Regions from separate parts of the Sus scrofa genome. Here regions 2 and 3 are each linked to region 1. A link is a contact called in public HiChIP or PLAC-seq data. All regions are on one chromosome and are shown on one strand. Each heading gives the region's core, a stretch centred on a gene start, on an enhancer-like site or on the middle of the called end of the contact. The rest is flanking DNA. Distances are from core to core; before and after follow the strand shown. Region 1 holds the start of SOD2 (superoxide dismutase 2). Region 2 holds the start of RSPH3 (radial spoke head protein 3 homolog). Region 3 holds the start of TAGAP (T-cell activation RhoGTPase activating protein).

Region 1 (5,023 bases), core at 1,087-3,586:
CCTTTTGTCCCTCTTTCTTCATGGAAAGGAGGTGAGATGGTTGGTGCTCTAGAAGCTATTATAGATCATGAGGCAAATGAGGACAGAGATGGCATCTTGTTGACATCATGGCACTGTCACCCCAGCCCTAGACTACCTGCTCCAGATCTCTTTTGCACGAGGGAATACACTCCTGTGTTTGAGACACCGTGGGTGGATCTGTTAGTAGAATGTGAATGCAAATAATAAATGGCTCAAAATCATTTCATCTTAACCCACGTTTTGCTTCCTCCAGCCAATATGTTGGTCTAGACTGTGGCGGGTCTGCAGATGGCTGTGAAGTAGTCTTGGGAAGTTTATGGAAGGGAAATTCCTCATAGTGGTGCCCTGATGTGGCAGGTGACCTCCTGAGCTGGCTGGAGGCATCTGGGACAGACCCTGGTCAACTATAATCCATCTCCTTGGGCCAACTGAAGGAGTACTTCTTACAGTGGTCAACTACAAAAGAAAAAGAGGCCTGTTTATGGAGTGTAAGAAATTTCTCAGTACCTGCTGTACCCTCCCCCCACCCCCGAACCCTTGGTCTCAATCCCAGTTGCTCTCAGAGTTGGAGTAGTCTTCTGGAAGGATGTAGCTGAGGCAGATATGATGTTAGAGTCACTTTTACTTGACTGCAAATGTCACTTTTCGACACCCCAATCTTTACTGCTTGCTCAAAAGGGCATGTCCTGGGGGTGTGTGTTAATTTCAATCTCAAAGTGTCATCATTTGTTCAAAGAACATCGATTCAGCCTGATGGGGCTCAGTCTCCTTAGAGTGATATTTTGTTCTTACTAGAACTAGCCCTTTTATTAGTGACTGATCTGTCACTGAATTCTATTGTTTCATCCTGCTAAGTGGCCCGTTTTTCTGGTTCCTACAGCTAGTACCCTAAAATCGGCTCTGAGTATCTCATGCTAGGATTCTTGCAACAGCTTTCTAACTAGCCTGTGCCTCTAATTAAGGTGCAGACTCCCTTGCCTGAAAAACTATTTTCAGTGTGCCTCATTTCAGCTAAAATGCTCCTCAGTTTCCCATTACTAAGCACATGTTTGAGATTTATTTATTATGGCCGCACCTGAGGTATACGGAGGTTCCCAGGCTAGGGGTCGAATGGGAGCTGCAGCTGCCGGCCTACACCACAGCCATAGCAACATTGGATCCAAGCTGCGTCTGTAACCTATGCCATGGCTCATGACAACCCCAGATCCTTAAGCCATTGAGTGAAGCTAGTGATTGAACCTGCCTCTTCGTGGACACTATGCTGGGTTCTTAACCCACTGAGCCACAATGGGAACTCCCTATGTTCGAGTTTTAAGGACATCTGTCACCTGGTCCCAACCTGAAATGCCTCATTCCTCCGATCACATACCCTTACCTTCACCTGACTATCAGCCAACCCCACCTTCTTGCTGTGAAGCCTTGCTCAGTGGTTCCCCTTTGCTGTCCCCTAGTCATGCCAAAGCCTAGTCATCCTTGGGTCATGGGTGGGGTGAGGGTGGAAGAAAGTAACTGACATCCTATTCAGCACTTTTTAATCTGTTTCCTTTTATATTATTCTGTTCAGCGAAGACCCAACTCAGGCCAGTGTAAAGCCTTCCTAACTTCTATTCCTAGCTTCTATACAGGGAGGATTTACACAATGCAGGATTGTTTTTTTAATTGTTGACAAAGCACTTAATACTTGGAGCTCATTAGATATATGACACCTCGCAGGAAAGACTCCTCCGTTGTACTTTTATATTCTCCCAAAGACGCTCAAGACCTCGCTGCTAAGGCTTAATAATCAAGACAGTATGAATTCTGGATTCTAATCCAGACTCTTTCACTTACTAACGGTGTGACCAGGACAACTTGCCTAACTTCATAGAGTTTATTAACAGTTGCCTGGAATCAATGATACCTACCCTAAGGGTGAAATAAATATAATTGTAAACCATGCAGCTCAGTCCCTGCCACATCCTGGGTGCTCAGTAATACTATTATCAGGCCTGGCGGAGGTCCCAAGGTCAGTTTACTCGGAAAGCAAGGTCACTCTGGGCAGTGGTTGGAGGGGCACTGGCCCTACATCTTAGCAGCGCCAGGGCCGGCCTTCCAGGGGGACCTTGCCCTCTGGAGCAGGTCGCGTGACCCAGAGGCTTCCCCCCCACCGCGGTGACAGGGAAGAAACCGGGACGCTAGTGCAGGAGCACAACGCCCTTGCTTGTCCGCGGGCAGAGTCCCCCACCTGCAGGCCCTGCAGGGCCGCGCCTTCGTGCGGAGGAGGGGGAGGCTTAGGGCCATACCATCTCATATGAGGGGGGGACTGCGACCTTCCATTTGGCAACACGCTCGGAAGCCCGGCAAGAAGGGGCACCACGTTCGCGCGGCAGCTGGAAAAAGTGCAGGTGCCCCAGTTCTTGCGTCCCCTGAGCCCAGAACGCGGGTGCGGCGCGGTCGGGCAGAGCCCGGGGCTTCCCCCCCCCCCGCCCCCGGATTGGAAACGGCGGAAACAGGGGGCGGGGCCGAGGCGGGCGTAGGGGGCGGAGCCACGGCGGCGGCTATGTCCTTGTAGCGCGTCTCGGGACACGAGTTCAGCCGGTCGGTCCGAGCAGCCCGGCGGCTGGAATTCTGAGGGTCCAGCGGGCGGCGATCACCATGTTGTGCAGGGCGGCGTGCAGGTGAGCGCCGGGCAGCGGGAGCAGCCGGGACAAGGCCCGCCGAGCCGCCCGCCCGCGCTTCTGCCTCCCCGCTCGCGCCGGCCCCGCGGCGTCCAGAGCACTTTGGGGGCCCAGGCGTTACGGAGACGCTGCGGGCGGCCGGGCCTCAGGGCAGGTGTCCGCTGAGCACGTCCAGGTGCCGCCGAAGCGCTGGACCTCAGCGTTAATTTAATGCTTCCAAGACTGGACGGCTAGCGGGCCAACGATAGGAAGGCCAGGGTGCGCGGGTCCTTCCAGCCGGGTCTGCGGAGACGGGCACGCGGCTGAAAGGGAGCTGCCCGCTCGAGCAGATCCGGCTGTTTGCTTTCTTTCCAGCTCGAGCAGGAATCTGGTGCCGGCTTTGGGGGTCCTGGGTTCCCGGCAGAAGCACACCCTCCCCGACCTGCCGTACGACTATGGCGCCCTGGAGCCGCACATCAACGCCCAGATCATGCAACTGCACCACAGCAAGCACCACGCGGCCTACGTGAACAACCTGAACGTCGTGGAGGAGAAGTACCAGGAGGCGCTGAAAAAGGGTAGGTGCCCAGGGGCCCTGCTTTGAGAAGCTGGCCGCGGGGAAGGGTGGCCGCGAGGCGTGTCTCGGTACGGAGATGCCCCTCGGTTCGTAGAAGCGCTTCACGTGTTTGTGCTTTGACTCAGGGGGTGGAATTCACGTGGGGAACATCGGTTGCCTGGGCAACTGAGACAGGCTCGCGTCGAATTGCTATGATTTGCAATTTGCTGAAAATATAATAGGGAGTATTTTTGACAAAGAGCGCAGGTGACAAAACCAGTAATGCGGAGACTTTTTTGTGCTTTGCGTCAGGGGGTTATGTATGGGGCTACTGGGTTTTAACGTTTCTATACAAAAGAGTATTTCACTTTCTTAGCTAACAGTCGTGGTTTGCACGAGGGAAATAATTGACAGCCCTGTTTCCAGGCTGTATGTATGGCTGAAGCTACGCAGTTACAAGTGTATTTTTTTCTTAAATATGTCTTTATTGAATTTCAGTTCTGTGGAATTCGTCGAGTAAATTTTAGACAGTGACATCTTTAAAAAAATTATTGTCTTGCAGTTTCGTTGATTTACAATGTTACATTAATTGCCGCTCTCCAGCGGAGTGATTCACTTATACACATACATATATTCTTTTTCATATTCTTTTTCATTAAGGTTTATCACAGGATATTGAGTATAGTTCCCGTGCTATGCGGTAGGACCGTGTTGTTTCTCCATCCTGTGTATAAGAGCTTGCACCTGCTGACTCCAAACTCCCAATCCCTCCCTCCCCAACTCCCATCCCCCTTGGCATGTGAGTTTGCGAGTCTGGTTTGTAGATCACTTCTCGGGACGGTGACATCTTGCTGACTGGGGGCATCTAGTGGAAAAATGCAGTATTTCAGCCTGTGCATGACGTAGTTAAGTAAACGAAGAGAAGAGGAAGTTACCATGTTCTGGAAGATTTTCCTGTGACCCTCAGAGGGACCTCAAATTGGGGAAAGGAAGGGTTTGAGTCCGGGAAAAGGCTCTATGATTGAGGAAAAAAACAAACGCGGGAAGAATGTGGTAATAGGGAGGGGATGGGTAAATCCCAGTTGTGAAAGTATTTCCTCCGTGACAGCAGCTGACAGCCCCAAATCTTTCTCTTCAAGAGTTTACAAACAGCTTAATCTCAGCCCTTTTCTTGTGCAATCAAAGCTTCACTTGTTTAATGAAAGCCACTTAAAAAAAGGTTTTACTATGTTTACAAGGTTTTACATTGTACTGTGTTGCCTATTATTATTATTGTAGTTATATTTTCTTTATATGTATATATTTTAATGTAATATTTATTTTATCTATTTTATTATTTTACATTAAGTTATTATTTCTAGAGTTTCCTTTAGAATATATTTAAAAATCATTGAGTTAAATTTTCATGTTTGAAAATTGTGGAAAAAAGAATATAAGGAAAAGAATATTATTAATCTTACCTCATGTGTCATAAAGACTTTTCAAACAAAAATACTTTTATCATATTCAACAGAGGGGAAAAAAAACTGATATGAAACCAAAGAAACTGTTGAGCTTCAGGAAAGTTTTTTTTTTTTTTTTTTTTGCCTGTTTTTTTAGCGCCACCCCTATGGCATATGGAAGTTCCCAGGCTAGGGGTCAAATCAGAGCTGCAGCTGCTGGCCTACACCATGGCCACAGCTTATGGCAACACCAGATGCTTCCCCACTGAGCAAGGCCAGGGACTGAACTTGTATCCTCATGGATACTAGTTGGGTTCATAACCCACTGAACCACAACAGAAACTCCAGAAACGTGTTCTTAAAAGCAG
Region 2 (5,023 bases), core at 1,640-4,139, 560 kb after region 1:
TTTAAAAGAAATTAAATACATTGTACATAACTAACAAATGCACCTCATAATATCAATGATATGTGTCTTCTTAGAGTTACATAAAATAGATTTCAATTAACATATGTTACAGATTAGAAGGCCTTTTAAGAAGTCTCATTCTGAAATGTATAAAATGAAGCTTTTTAAAAAAATATATACCTATCTTTTTTGGGATAAATTTTTTTAAATTTCAGTTTCTTTAAATTAGGTACATCAATCCCTTTATCTTAACTTTTAATTCTTTTTTTTTTTGTCTTTTGTCTTTTTAGGGCCGCACCCGTGGCATGTGGAGGTTCCCAGGAGAGGGGTCTAATCAGAGATACAGCTGCCGGCCTACACCACAGCTCACGGCAACATCGGATCCTTAACCCACTGAGCGAGGCCAGGGATCGAACCGGCAACCTCATGGTTCCAAGTGAGATTCATTACCACTGTGCCATGACCGGAACTCCTTTAACTCTTTATAACATCAATTTACTGAAGGAAAAAATAATTCAAGATCATCTAAATTTTTTTAAATAAAGACTTGATGATATTAGACTGTTGCAGAACATTTGGGTTTTATTTTTTAAATCTGAAAATCAGCATTAATTGACAATGGCTTTCATAAATCTGAAATTCATAGTCTCTTCACCAAAACCAAGATAATTTATAGCATCCTACAGGATGTTGTCGCATGGATGTCCTATAACCTTTGTAATGTCAAAATGTTCCCATTAGGTGGCTGAAGAGAGTCGGAAATGAGAGATAACGACAGCGGACAGAATAAAGAGGAAAGCAGCGGTGCCCACACGGCCGTCGTTCAAACTCCAGATTCCAGTGAAGCCTGCGGCCCTCCCATCCCCGCAGTGCTGCCCTTCCTGAGGTCACATGAGGTGCCCCTATAAACTTCAAAACATGCCCTTCTTGCCAAGCAAGTTCAAGCTGGGCTGGGTTTCTACCATTTGCAACGGAGAGTCTTCACTCATATAACTGCTTACTCTAATGCCAATGCTGATGGAAAGTTGGGTGTAAAGGAGGTTTATAAAAATTGTTTTAAATCTTGTATTTACATTGCATTTCCCAATTTTCTAAACACTGCTATACACGTGTCTTTGGATATGTAAGAATAATTGGGTGAGATGGGTAAAGTGGCATCTACTCTGCTATTTTAAAATAATAATGAAAGACAAAAAAAAAAAATCAATGAGACAAAGAATCATTTACATTTTGCCTGAGGTCACACAGCTAGTGAGTGCAAAACTAGAGTGGAACGGAAGTCTTCTAACTCCCAATCCAGTGCTCTGAGCCCAGAACCCTGGCCTGCTGATTCCTAGCCTGTGCTCAATGGGTCCTTTACACACGTCAAATATTCCAGAGAGGCTGGCACTTAAAAGGACCCCTTCCCACGATGTAAACAACTACCTTCTAATTGGCCTATTTTGTAAATATGATTTTTTTAAAATAGTATTTCCTTAATACAAGGTAAGCTTGTGCTACAATTATTTCACTTACTAAAAGTTCATAAAGAATTACTGACACCTTGTGGCAAAAACCTAATAATTCCGCCACCCATTTTCAGTTGAGAGACTTGTCCACTGAGCAGTTAAGACAACAGCAAAACTGCTGGAAAGAATAATCTATGGTTACACAACTAAAACTGTTTCACTTTGCCCCACGTGGGCTCAGTCCGGCCACTTCACAGAAACTGCTATTATGATCAGGTGCACAGACGACTCCACTTTGGCAAAGCCAGTGGTTACTTCTCAGTTCTCATCTTACTTGACTTCTCGTCGTATTTGACCAGGCTGACCCCACAGCTCCTCAAACTGTTGGTTTCAGCAAGACTACACAGTTTACTTTTAAAAGCTTTAAAGCCCTCTAAACTCTCATGAGGATTAAATTCATATCTGAATCTTTCCCTTGAACTCCAGCCTCACATCCCTGACCCACCAGCGGGATACCTCCCACGGATGCCCAAAGCATTTCAGAAAGAACTTGCCCCAGACAGAACTCTCAGTTTCCTACTCCTTTCACCCAGTTGGCTGCACCTCAATAAATGACTATCATGCCATTTTGCTTGTAAGTTATCTAAATTCATTATCTAAAATATCCGAAATACATTTCTCCATTTTCCCCACCATCACCCTAACTCAAGCCGCACCCCTCTCATCGGCAACGCTTTCCCAACTCCTTATTTTCTTACGATCCATTCTTCACTTAGCAATGGCTGAACCTTTGTAAAAGGTAACTCAGATGTGTCATCCCCCCACCTGAGAGCTTTGAACAGCTCTCCATAATCCAAACTCCTCCACCCTCCTCCAAGGCTCTACCCTATCTGATCCTTACTCCTTCCCGTTCTTGGGAGGGACTGTGGGTCAGCTCCTCTTCTGCCTGTGCTGCTCTCCCCCAAACTGATGTGGTTTTTCTGTTGAGACTCCTGAAGGCCTATGCTTTGGAATAAGGGCAAACCAGAAAGTGATCCCAAAGTCTGAATCCTTGCTTAAAGGTCATTTGCTCTTACCCTGTCAGCTGAAAACCACCTCTGAAGAAAGACAACATCAGCCAGTGCCTGCTCCTCTGCAATTTTTTCTATACAATGTCCAATGTTTAATCAAAAATCTTTGAGTCATCTTTCATCCTTTCTACACATATCAAACACAACTTAAATGCCACTTTCTCCTTTAGCCCATTCAGAAATTACCTCCAATTAAGTGTTCAGAACTAAAATCTTCACGCAGTGTTTTTACCTCTAGTATTTACCACACACCTTGTATTAGCGTTTATACAACGCCTACATCTGCTTTAGGCCATAAGCTTCAAAGCACAGGAGGGATCTAGATCTTAATAGGATGGTTTATCACTTACTAGACACAGATCTAAAGATACTTAGGTTTTTTAATCGTCATGAAAACTCTAAGAGATAAATTCTATTACCCGCATTTTGCAGATTAGCAAGATGAAGCACAGAAACATTACCTTGCCAGAGGTTATGAGTCTAGTACACTGCAGAACTTGGATTTAAATCCAAGCATTAAGCTGAACCGAAGAATGCAAGTAACTGATCACTCACGGATGCATAAACTTCACTTACACAAAACAGTAACTTTTACACTGTTAATACTAAAACCAATGCATTTGCGTTTCTAAGGGCAGATCCACCCCATGATGCTTCATCATTCTTCAGGGCACACACAGGTGGCTTAAAAAACTCAACAAAGCGCCCACCTTTCCCAAAATGAGATGTCTGCGGGGGGCCCTCCACGCCCTGTGCGCCACAGCGCCCCCTGAAGGCCGATCAACAGAGCGGCAGGCAGAGAAGCCAGGCGGGAAATGCAGACCAGCTGCGGAGGCCGCAGCAGTTGGCCCCCAGGGCTGAAGAGGTGGCAGTGCTGGGAGGAGACAGCAGGGAAGCCCTCGTCCGGCCCTGGCACGTAACAGAGCTGAGGCCGGGTGCCATGGGTGTGAGATTGCAGGTGGACCGCCCGGCGTAGAGGCGCGGCGGCAGTGGAGGGGTTAACAATTGAGGACGGCCCTCAAGGAATTCGGCCTGGGACACGGCGCCGACACTGGCCCAGCAAACCCACACTCAAAAGCCGGGCCAGGGGGCCACCATGCCCATCTCACTCATGAGCAGGCATATCTGCAAGGGAGGCGCGGATGGGCGGAGTCCAAAACCGGAAGTGCCCCAGAGCCCGGGCCTTCTCGCGAAACCCGCCAGCCGGAACTGCCCGGAAGTCCCGCCCCCAGACGGAACGTTGGGTTGCTTGGCAACCGGTGGAGGCGCCGCGGGCGGGCTCTGTGCTGCCTGGAGTAAGCCGAACGTAGCTCCCACCTCCTGCCCTGGCAGCCTCCGGTCCCGCCCGCCTCCTTTCTTGCCGCTTGTCCTTGCGTCGCGGAGTCCCTGCCCTTGGCACTCCGTGCACCTCGCCGGCTCCCACGACACTTTAGTGCCCACCTGCTTCGAAGCCAAGCTTCACCGAAAGCGAAGCGGTCCGACCCCGGACGTGGCCTCCGCGTTGACGGACCGCGCCTCTCCGGCCATGGCCACCTATACCTACACCAGCCGGCCCCGGGCCCTGCCCTGCCAGCGTCGCCGTTACCGGGACAACCTGATGCAACCGTGAGTGAGCAAACCAGCCCGTGTGGTCGACACTCCCCAACCCCCATCCTGGGACCGCGGGTTGCTGGCCCTTAGCCCTGGGAAAACCTGCCTCTGCTGCTTTCTTTCCTCTGCATTCTGCGAAATAAAATTTCTCCCTAAAGGACTTTACTGTGGTGTGGAGGAATGAAGCAAGAAAGGGCATTAGTTAACTTTCAGTGGTACTGATGCTGGCATGATCGATAACATGTACAGGAAACCGACTTATTTTCACTAACTTTGAGTCAACTGGTGTTTATTGTTGCCCCTTCTAGGAGCATTTGCATACACTTTCTTAGTCCCCAGTGCTGTAAAGTTGGTTGTATAACTCCATTATGCACGGGGAAACTGAGGGACAAAGGTGTCACACACCAAAAGGGGAGCCAAGCGGTTACCATACAGTCTTTGGACAGGAATCAGGTTTAGGCCCCCAATTTGTGCTTTTACTTTCATGAGTATTTGCAAATATTCAAATATCCGTATTTGTTTGTTTATTTTAGGGTCGCACCCGTGGCTTATGGAATTTCCCAAGCTAAGGGTCCCGTCAGAGCTGCAGCTGCCGGCATACAGCACCAGCCACAGCTGCTACCTACACTGCAGCTTGTGGACACTCTGAATCCTTAACCCATTGATCAAGGCCAGGGATGGAACCCACATCCTTATGGATACTTAGGTTCTTAACCCACTGAGCCACAATGGGAACTTCTACATTAAAAAAAAAAAATTTTTTTTTTTTCTTTTATGTCTGCCCCACAGCATGTGGAATTCCTCAGCCGGGGATCAGACTTGAGCCACAGTGCTGACCTACCCTGCAGCTGTGGCAATGCTGGATCCTTAACACACTGTGCAGGGCTGGGGATTGAACCCGGAAAGTCCCTGAGC
Region 3 (5,023 bases), core at 858-3,357, 530 kb after region 1:
CCCCACTCTTCTCCCCCTTGAATCAACATACTTAAAAAAAAATTTTTTTTTCATTTCATGTGTCAGGATTCTAGACTCATCTTCCTTTGAATATAGAACTCCATGGCAAAAAAAAAAAAGGTTTTTAAATCACTGGTAGAATTGTGTCGTGTGCTGTAGGGGATGACATAAGAAACCCTAAGGATTAGAAAAGATGTAGTCTTCATTTTTAAAAAGAGGGAACTATGCCCGTGAGGATGGATGCTTTAGTTTTCAGAGCAGTGCAAATATTAAGTTTCTCAGAAGAACCTGAAAACTTAAGTATTCCATGAAAAACGTCGTCACATACATATTGGCAAAGAATATGTATTGTTATATTCTACCGTGACTGTTTCATAAATAAATGTATTTATTCAGAAATTATCCATTGGGTACCTAGCACACGCCTGGCTCTAGGCTAGAACAGTATAAATGCCCTTTTTGTAATAATAATAAAAATCAGTGCGTTCGCGTTGGAGGTTTGTAAGGGGAGAAGGGTGAAAGAGCACTAGTACCATCTTCAGAGGACCCTGGCAGTTTCGAGGGCGGGCACCTCCAACTGGAAGCCTGAACGCCAGATCCGTCCTGAGGTCACCCGCTGAGGCAGCAGGCTAGCGGCTCCCCGCCTCAGTTTCCCAGAGTCTGCCTGTCCAGACCTCCTCTTCGGGGTAAAGACGTAGCTCTGTCAAAGTGCAAACGGCTCCAGATTACAAGTGCTAAGAATAAAAAGGGTTTGGGAAGCCTTTCTTGAAGAATAAGCTACACACAGAAATGAGCCCCCGAGACTTACCGCACCCACATGGAGAGATGGGCTATCACAGAGCCCCTCTCTGACCCCTTGGAGTCACTACCCACCCCCAGGAAATGATTTTCTGGCTTCTAGTAGGTGAGTATAGGTGAACTTGGTCTTTGGGGGCTTTGCGTACAAGATACACTCTTAGGTCTGGCCTCTTTTACTCTGTTTTTGGGGTTTTTTTGTTTGTTTGTTTGTTTGTTTGTGAGCCCCAACCATGTCACTGAGTGCAGTTACAGACTGTTCATTCTCCTGAGACTCCACTGTGAGAATGTGTCCCAGTCCAGGTATCTGTTCTGCTGTGTCTGAGTCATTTCACCTGCAGCCTCAGGCCATAGCAAAGACCAAGGATTTGCTCTGATCCAGAAGGAGTGTCCGCAGGTGAAACTCACCATCTCCTTCCTACTTTCAAATGGTCTGACCACAGGAGTGTTTGCTTTTCTGCCCGTGTCAGGACTGGGGCTGACCTGACTACGACTTAAGGATGGGGTTGGAGAAAGCAGAGGTTCGCATGGTGACGGCTCCTCATTCCAGAGGAAGCAGACCTGGCTTTTTTTTTTTTTTTTTTGGTCTTTTTAGGGCTGCACCTGCAGCTTATGGAGGTTCCCAGCCTAGGGGTCCAATTAGAGCTGCGTCTTCGACCTACACCACAGCCACAGCAACACGGGATCCTTAACCCACTGAGCGAGGCCAGCGATCGAACCTGTGTCCTCATGGATGCTAGTCAGATTCGTTTCCACTGAGCCACGATGGGAACTCCAGACCTGGCTTTTGACGGTGGCTGTTTTTCAAAAGAGGCAGCGGGTGTCCTGGGCTTCTTGAAGGGACAACATCCCACACCCAGAGGGTGGTTATCAATGTCTGGTGACTAATGAGCAGGGGAGATGGTGAGTGGGAGGGGAGACGGCGCCCAAATAGAAGACGAGGAACAGGGGGGGCACCTGAAATTACCACTTCAGAAAACAAAGCGATGTTTACGTACAGAATAACACAATTTCTTATTCACACATCCCACCCATGACATTGATCAGACCCTTCACTTTATGGCCATATGTCATTTTTTCCACCCCTGGTAGTTCGCAGATGTTTTACTTTGAAGTGGAAGAAGCAAAAAAAAAAAAAAAAGGACCAGGGCTGCCCTAAAAGGAATGAGGAAGTGAGAGCTCTCCAGCGTCTGGCTGGCCGGGTCCGGGTCTGGGTGACAGCCCGTGATGTTCTTTCCGGTCTCAGTAAGATTCTGAATTTCCACCTGCCCGCCCCCTCGCCTTATAATGCAGAACACGTGAAGTTAGAGCCGTTCCGTCTCCTCTCTGACAGTGGATTAGTAGGAGCAGAGTGTCATGCTGTTTCTCCCATTTTCCTCAGTTCACGGGAGGTGAAAGAACTCTGGCTGGAGGCCCTCCGAGGGTGAGTACCGTAAATTAACGTGACGAGACCGTAAGCTGCCTAGCGGGTCCCTGAGCTGTAAGACTGTATCTAACAGAAAACGGCTCTACCGGCTCTACCGTGGAATATGCAACAAATACTTTTATAAAGAATAAACTCAGAAAGCTTGGCTTTAATGGGCAGCCTGCCCTTTGGGGGTACAGGGAATCTGTACATGTTAATCTTTGCTCTATGTCTAGTTTAAGTAGCATCCTAGGAATACGTTTTTTCCTTTTCTGATGAGACGAGAAAATCTGTGCCGAGCAATTAAAACAGCACCCTGACACAGAGTGAGCGCTCCAGGAAAAAAAAAAAAAATGTCAGTTGGTATTACAACTGTAATGCAGTTATCTCCTGATGAGAATGTAATAAATGAATAACAAAGTTTGGCAGGATGAAGGTATCAGGTTTAAAACATTGAGAAATTAGTGTGTTCAGATGCTGTGTTTAAATAACATAAGACATCTGGGAAAATTTTTCTACCTGATAGTTTCAAACTTCGTGTTTTGTCAGAGTGCCGCTGAAATTGGCCAACACATTCTGTGTAACCCTCCTAACTCTTTCCTGTATGACTTCTCGTAGACAGAGCCAAGGCCACACGGGAGCAAAATTCATCACTGGACAGTCAGCCCAAACTCTAATGAAGTTGACCAGCAGCTGCCATGCTGTATGTGCCCTTCTTACGTTTCTTAATTCATGTTTTTTCAAGGCAAGAGTCAAAGATGTTTCCCTAATTTAAGTTTTTCTCTTTTAGTCAAAAACACTAAATGCCAGTAATATGGAGACATTAATTGAATGCCAATCAGAGGTAAGAAAGCAGTTTTTAAAACTTTTTATCTGCACTGTGGGAAGATGAAAAGCTTTGTATTAATGGAATGTCATTTGTATTATTTAGTTATCAGGATGGAAAATCAATAGAATAAGTGTAGTGAATTAAGCACTAATATTAATTGAGATCTTATAGGATGACAAACAAGACTTTAATATGGATTCGAGAAGCTAGAAAAAAATTAGACTATTGACTAATTTTTGTTATGAATAAGATGTTGATTTGCGTGGAAAGACTGGGCAGATGTCTTCAATCATTATTTTAACTAAGATAAATATGTTTTAGGGTGATATCAAGGCACATCCTCTGTTGGCATCATGTGAGAGTGAAGATAGCATTTGCCAGCTAATCGGTGAGTTTTGAAAATATACTGATCTTTTATGTAAATGATAACAACAAAGGTTCTTGGTTTGCAAAACCACAGCGCTTTACTAGGAATTTTTTTTTTTGACATGTTCTTTTAAAGACCACAGAACATTAACCCTTAAGCGGCAGGAAGGCTCCAGCTCCCCAGAGAGCAGGTCAGGTGCTCTGGTGGGTGAGACCCTCCCGAGGCCACCCCCAGCTCTCCTGAGGGGTCCGAGTGTGGTTACAGATTCCTGGCCATTAAGGTTTGACAGTTGGAGCGTGCATACTTGTGGAACATACACAGTTGCCTTTTCCATGCTCTTCCTTCTCATATGGAGAGTGATTCTTTTAATTTGTCAGTTGCAGTTGATGTACAGTGTTTTGTCAGTTTCTGCTGTACAGCAAAGGGACCCTGTTATACACACACACATTCTTTTTTTCACATTATCCTCCATCCTGTTCCATCACAAGTGATGAGATATAGCTCCTTGGGCTAGACAGCAGGATCTCGCTGCTTATCCACTCCAAATGCAATAGTTTGCATCTGCTAACGCCCACCTCCGAGCCCCTCCCACTCCCTCTCCCTCTCCTGGAGAATGATTCTAAGAGCACAGGAAGCAATTGTTGCCCATCTCAAATCCCAAAGGACCCACCGTTCACTCTTACTTTTGCCACAATTCATTGTAACCCTGACCCAGTTCTCCTGAACTCTGAGGACAAGCCAGGTCTGTATCCATTCTCTTCCGTTTGCCAGTATAAAAAGTGTAGAAATATGTGCCAAGGCATTTGCAATATAGCTTTTACCACTGGCAAAAAAGGAGAAGGAAGGAGAGCGAGAAGAGAAGGAAGGAAACTTGGGAGATGTTGCACCCACTGAATATCCCTTCAGTGGAAGGGCCCTTGAGGCACAGAATCGTGAGAATATCCTAAAGGAAAGAAATAGGAAACGGTATTTTGAAAGGATGGAATATCTTGATCAAGTTTTACCGAGAATTCACAGTTTCCAGGTCTAAGTTCAAACCTTCCCGCCTGCCCGGCCTTGGAGCACCCCGCCCGCCACCCCTCGGGCGAAACCCTGGAAGCGCCTGCGGGTGACTTCGTGACGTAGCTCCCTCTAGTGGAGGGTGCCGGCATGGCCACTGAGGTCAGTGGCCCGCGGGCGAAGGGCCTTCAAACCGGCCTTGAGCAAATCGCTTCCTCTTCCTCTAAGTTTCGTTTTCTTCACTCCTCAAAGGAGCAAAGTGAAACAATCTGTTTCACCTCAGAAATATCCACCGTGGTTATTAAGGGCAATATGTTAAAACGGTTGTTTATGACCTATTTAATTAGGTTTTGCCCATTTTCTGCAGCAAAGAGCTGATGAAGAGTAAAAACAGGAAAGGTGGAGACTTTGAGGAACCTTGGTGTTGATGTTTAGGGGCTGGTTGCCCTGGTAACAGGGTGGTGGTTTTTCGGGTTGATTTCTCTAGATTAAGATTCACACCCTTCGCTTCCTCCGTTCTTCAAAAACGATTCCCCCACATGGCAAACCTTAGTGGACTGTATCTGTTGTCTTATCTGGATCCCTGTGTATCAGTATTTGAATCTGATTTCTCTTTGCCTTGTTTTTG

The links. HiChIP or PLAC-seq counts read pairs in DNA pulled down with a chosen protein or histone mark.
Region 2: a contact with region 1 is called in an H3K27ac HiChIP or PLAC-seq map of skeletal muscle, with 4 times the contacts expected there. The contact joins the promoter of RSPH3 here to the promoter of SOD2 in region 1. A contact is called at or near these places in 2 of 5 promoter capture datasets (fetal skeletal muscle and liver) and 2 of 2 datasets of contacts at active chromatin or transcription factors (alveolar macrophages and skeletal muscle).
Region 3: an H3K27ac HiChIP or PLAC-seq map of alveolar macrophages shows a contact between it and region 1. The contact joins the promoter of TAGAP here to the promoter of SOD2 in region 1. A contact is called at or near these places in 1 of 5 promoter capture datasets (fetal skeletal muscle) and 2 of 2 datasets of contacts at active chromatin or transcription factors (alveolar macrophages and skeletal muscle).

Annotation. Positions count from the first base shown.
Region 1 is chr1:7,677,016-7,682,038 of Sscrofa11.1, forward strand. It overlaps SOD2 (superoxide dismutase 2), which reads left to right and starts at 2,337. Exons shown (of 5, transcript NM_214127.2): 1 at 2,337-2,678; 2 at 3,033-3,235. The coding sequence starts at 2,656.
Region 2 is chr1:8,240,288-8,245,310 of Sscrofa11.1, forward strand. It overlaps RSPH3 (radial spoke head protein 3 homolog), which reads left to right and starts at 2,890. Exons shown (of 8, transcript XM_001926970.6): 1 at 2,890-4,123. The coding sequence starts at 3,615.
Region 3 is chr1:8,207,191-8,212,213 of Sscrofa11.1, forward strand. TAGAP (T-cell activation RhoGTPase activating protein) reads left to right here and starts at 2,108. Exons shown (of 10, transcript NM_001243543.1): 1 at 2,108-2,218; 2 at 2,819-2,903; 3 at 2,991-3,044; 4 at 3,351-3,417. The coding sequence starts at 2,877.